Linked DNA regions of Gasterosteus aculeatus: region 2 is linked to region 1. Evidence: chromatin contacts called from public Hi-C data. All regions are on one chromosome and are shown on one strand. Each heading gives the region's core, a stretch centred on a gene start, on an enhancer-like site or on the middle of the called end of the contact. The rest is flanking DNA. Distances are from core to core; before and after follow the strand shown. Region 1 overlaps clmpb (CXADR like membrane protein b). Region 2 overlaps gramd1bb (GRAM domain containing 1Bb).

Region 1 (2,640 bases), core at 39-2,538:
TAGTGGGGGGTTTCATGGGTGCATTGTTCATAATTGGGCTTCTCAGGCAGAACGGTATCAGGTAGTTTACAATTTAGTCTCCACATATGGATCATTTCTCTTCAGTCTACTTGCAAAGACAACTCAAGTTTTGAAAGTGGAAAAGCGCTGGCGACCGAGTGTCGAAAAATAGCGCGCTATTAACCTCCCTATCTAAATTCATGCAGCTCTATAATTAGTGTAGTTGTTAGAGAATGAATATGCTGCAGATGTGGGTCACATCACAGTATTCATTACCCAGAGATAATCAGTGCAACGACACACAAAGTCCACAGTGCTGCTGAGGGTCGACAACGGGGAAGACAACTCATGCCATCGGTGGTGAGCGGACAATACTGTGCTTTTATTAACGGTGATCAGCTCAGAGAGGAATGAAATGTGCGGATTCAACCGTGTTTCAAGCAGGAGCCCGAGAGAGCAACAGCACACTTGTTTTCCTGCACTTGGAGCACATGTGAGGCTCCAGCAGAGGGCGCTACAAGCACAGACACCATGACAATGGCAATTTGAGCCATTAGACGACTGTGCACCGTGACTGCATGAATGGACAACTTCTCCTTGACAGACCGTGTTCACAATGAAATCAGGACACGGTTTGGGGATCCAGGATGTGAGATCTGATGACGAGATCATTTTTGAAGAAAAAGGAAATATTATCCTAGCCTCACAAACTCAGGTTATAAAAACGATGACACAAACACAGCTGAAGGCTGGAAACTCAAGGTCCAAAAGGACATTTCTGGTGCACTAATCTTAGCTGACAATGTACGATGTGTGACTTCTGATTCCTCTCGTCCCATCAGCGCCGCAGATAACGAATCAACACCAGGGGGTGCAACTATATAAGTGGATTCACTTATCAGGGACTTGTGTGGCAATCTCCGATCTCAAAAGTATTTCGATTACAGATGGAGGCCGAGAGTAAAATACCATTTGTTATTAATTAGACCGAGAAACTCGCTCAGAGCGAAACACGTCTTATCAGCGCGACGCCACATTGCATCACTCTTGTGTTGGGGGATAATTAGAGAGCAAGTGTCTGCGTTAATCCACAATTGTGACACATCGCGCTATTCGATGCCTCGCAACAAGATGTGCCCTAAATAGGCCCAACAAATTGTGTGAGTAACACATTATCTCAAAGACTCTGAGTCACTTGCTTGACGGTCCGAGCTGTTACCAAGCGACGTCCACGTGCACGTGACCGACAGGTGCGTCTGTGTGTCCGTGGGCGCGGCCAGCGACGAGGGCTTTGTGACAGCGCCATCACACATGGCTAATCATGTGGAACAATGTGCACAGAAGCGTGGGACAGAGAAGGGGACGAATTGGGGATCTGGCCTCAAAAGACGAGACCCCCGCCTCATGTGGATGCTGCGTTTTGAAGGGATGCAAATGAAGCAGGCGAATCCTCGACAAGGTCAAAGAAGGCGCCGGCGAGGGCGCCGTCGCGCTTTTGTGTGCGTCCTTGACGTAGAGACAAAGTCGCACGCTGTCCCTTCAGCCGAGGGGGGGGGGAGGGTTGACGCCGACGATCCATCTTGGCAGTTTAATACATGGTCAACATCAACTTTTCAGAGGGGAGGAGGTGAATGTCAATGAGTGGCTAAAGGGTCAAAGGATATGGCTGACCTCGCTGCAGCCGGCTCAAGTGTCGCGTTGAAGGGATGTTGATGGAGAGACACCAAGGAAGCAGCGTAAGTCGCATCCTCAGCCGCTGTAAGACCGCTGGGCGTGATGGTGCTTAGTTATACTGCTGTACGGAAAAATGGACGTCCATCAACGGCCCATACGAGCAGAACTGCATGGTGCCACATTCATTCCAATGGAAGCGCTCCCCGGGTGCATTTACACAAAAACATCAGGCAATGAATTTATTGTTTTACTGACTAACAGAACTTTTACAGCATCTTTGCGCAGGTGCAGAATTGATTTGAACCAAATGCCCAAACAGAAGCATTATGGACAAGACATTTCTAGAGTTTTTTCATTCAATTCCATTCAAATGTTGATATTTTCGTGGAAAGAATGGAAAAGTCAGTGGACACCCAAATTAAATTGAGTTCATCCCCAAGGGGACATGAATGACATTTGTTTCATGGTAATCCATCCAATAGTTGGCCACGTCCTTCACAACTGTGCGTCAGCCGCTCGGTGCTGCAGTTGTTTGAGATGATTTAGATATTCTCAGGATGAAGTGAAACATTTGACCCGAGGTGACACTACCAGAACAGATCAGGTGGCCACAGAAGATACTCCAGAATTTGTCCTCTGAGGATTTTTAAAGTCTTTACGAAATATCTTGGCCATCTATCCAGTAATTGTTAAAGTATTTAAGGTATTTTAAGGTATTTAAGGTATTATTAAGAAGCAGGTATTACTTTTTTATGTACACACACTCCCCATCAATGTGATGCACAACAAGATCGGCTCACACAAAGGTTTTCCAAAAATCTGAATTACATGATTGTCACTCAGGTGAGTGTTGAAAATGTCGTGTTGTTCTTGTTCAGAGTCCGAACTCCAAATCACGATGCAGCAAGACCAGTTAAGTTGTCATTGGATATTTTATTTGCAAATGAAAGAGTAATAACTCAGAAG
Region 2 (2,640 bases), core at 97-2,596, 37 kb before region 1:
ACTGACTGTTTATTGCATGAAGTAAATACATCGGCTACAACAGCTTCATGGTTTGATTATTTGCCGTTTCATGCAAAGGAAAAGTTCCGTCTTTACAGCACAGCTCGCTCGGAGCGTTCAATGTCGGTACTGTAAAACTTTCAGTTTCAATCACTGAATGCAGCCTGATGTATGTGGGACAAGAATCACGACCTTACATTGCTTGCACAAAACTCTCGATCAGCACTCAGCATTTGTTTATTGTTCATTTTAAACCGCTTTGCGCCGAGAGCGACGGTGCGAGAGAGAGAGAGAGAGAGAGAGAGAGCGAGCATGGGTGTGTCGTTAGTTCATTTACTTATTTTTGTGCAGGTAATATGTTCTTAAACATGTTTAAACTTAAATAAATTACCAATACAAGTAGTTACGTCTCGTTGTATACATTTGTCCTGTTATTGACGTGCCTAATGCGCAACCAGATATTCAAATATATTATTTTTTAAGCGAATATTTGAACGTCCCTTCGAGCAATTTTGACAGCCCTGGTGTGTAACTGTTTCGGGAGCTGAACAAGCATTGCCTCCTCAGAGGGGAACTCGACCGTGCAGTAATCTAGCCTGGAGCGAGTGGAAGCACGAAAAGGCCTTTTCTTAAATGGCAGAAGTGAGAAAGGAACTTCTCTTACAGTTTATCCAAGAGATTTAGTAGAAGGGCGAAATGACGAAGACACTGGAAGGCCAAGACAAAAGGAGCTTTCTGGGAGAGGGTTTTAAAGCTTCAGCCGAGCAGCTTAAGAGATACAAAAAAAACAATATCTTCCACCTCAAAGTCTTTTAAAAATACTTTTAAAGAGCCTAAATACAATATGTCCAAACTAAGTTTCAATGACTGCGTTTACAAGAAGTGTCATACTATATACTACAAAATCAAAACTCTGGTTATGGACAGGTACGTCTTCTGGTGAGGCAGTTGATGCTTTGGCTAGAAAACAAATGCAGAACAGTACTTCAGCATAAGTAAGTCTGCACACTGACCTTAATGCAACGATCAAAAACCAGATATGGATGCAGAACAGATACCACGGTCCTGAGAGAAGCCTGACTGAGACGGCTAAGCTACTTCTAGAAGTTGCATGGAGATTGATTTCTCCATTGAACGGTTTATTGAAAAGGGTATTTGGTGATCAGCCTTTTAATTATTCGTCCCAGCAATAACCACATAGTGGTCCGATAAATGGCTTGAACCAGGAGAAGAGGAAGCTTTGATAGGCAGATGTTTTCATTTTCTACCCCTTTCTAGGCACAATAGATAACAGCGTGAATGCAAACATTGCTATCAGTGAAGTGGAGATAGCCAGTCAAACATCAAGGGCTCCTTTGGGATCCCGCCAGCAGTTTCATAAGCAAATATTTGACATCAGGCAATTGGACTGTTTAAAAGGTACGAGCTAAAAAGGCTCAAGAGATCGGGTCACTTCACTGCACAGATTCTCTATTCTTGTTGGAATAAAACCTTTTAAAATCCCAGCTAATGAAAGGTGATTCGCTTTCTTTATTGCACTCAGTGAAGAAACAGATCTTCCAATAAGTTAATGATTTACTGCTTGACATACCTGCATATTGTAATATTCACACACACACACACACACACACACACACTCTGACCCGCAGGCTGAGTACGGAGGTGGGGAAACATCATGCATTAATTACGGCTGGACAACGTTTCCTGTTACAGTTTCACACTCTCTACCAGCCTCGGGTGGCTCTCTGGCATCGCTGGGCACGACCGGCGTGAGCAGATGAGGCATGAGGGATTTAGTGAGAGAGAGTGTTCTTTCATGCCACCTTGGTCTTTGCGTGTGGATGTTTTTGAGATTAGTCGGCCTCCAGCTGGAGAGCGTGTTGTTGCACCTGTGCGGTGTAAAAATATGGAAGAGAAAGAGTGCACAGCAGGGAGGGACCCTGACGGTCTAGCCGCCTCGCGCACGTCGCCTCGGACAGATGGACCTACCACGGTGAGGCTTTGCTTTTGCAGCTGAGGCCGGGGTCGGAGTTTTCCGTGGCCGTGACGGCGACTCGGCGGTCATGCGATTGCCGGACTTTCACGAGCCATTGAGCGCGGTTAGATTACCGCGGCATTGTTGCCCGAGTCTCTATTCTTAGCGCCGAGTCGCTGTCAGCACAGTGTCAAAGGCCGTGGGTAGATTACGCAGGCATGCTGATGCCGATTAAACGAACACTCACCGTAATACCCGCCGCATAAAGCGCCGTCATCAGTGAAAGGGGGCAAGAAACATGGAGCAGTGAAAGACCTGTAGTATGTAAGTAAGTATAACAACCGTCATGTAAATAAAGTCAAATAAAGGATAAAGGAGAGGCCAAGTCTACGGAATCTTTCCCCAAAAGATGGATCATTTACCAACTGAGCTGTGCTAAACTAAAGTGTAATGAACACAGAATCAGCCCGTGGCGGATGAGCGTATTTAGAAACCATGCGGAGAAAATGCTGGAGGGAGGAGCAGGGGGGAAATAGAGATCACTCCCCAGTGGAAAAGGAAAAGTAGTCACTAAGGCAACCAAGGCGTCGTTTAATTCAAACTTCTATTTACCGACAAGAGACGTTTGGAAAGAGAAAGAAAGGAGACATTGATGCTAATGCTGT

What was found. A called contact is a pair of places that touch in the nucleus more often than the background predicts.
Region 2: a contact with region 1 is called in a Hi-C map of skeletal muscle, with 2.1 times the contacts expected there. The contact joins two enhancer-like sites. A contact is called at or near these places in 4 of 6 Hi-C or Micro-C datasets (liver, skeletal muscle and whole body).

The regions. Positions count from the first base shown.
Region 1 is chr1:4,745,754-4,748,393 of fGasAcu3.hap1.1, reverse strand. It overlaps clmpb (CXADR like membrane protein b), which reads right to left. Exons shown (of 7, transcript XM_040179306.2): 7 at 2,588-2,640. Among protein-coding and RNA genes, the nearest start is that of LOC144411482, 25 kb to the left of the region's middle. Within about 2 kb of position 1,288, at least 1 of the 9 cell types and tissues checked has open chromatin away from gene starts, as enhancers often do.
Region 2 is chr1:4,782,412-4,785,051 of fGasAcu3.hap1.1, reverse strand. All of the region lies in intron 1 of gramd1bb (GRAM domain containing 1Bb), which reads right to left. Among protein-coding and RNA genes, the nearest start is that of gramd1bb, 4.7 kb to the right of the region's middle. Within about 2 kb of position 1,346, at least 3 of the 9 cell types and tissues checked have open chromatin away from gene starts, as enhancers often do.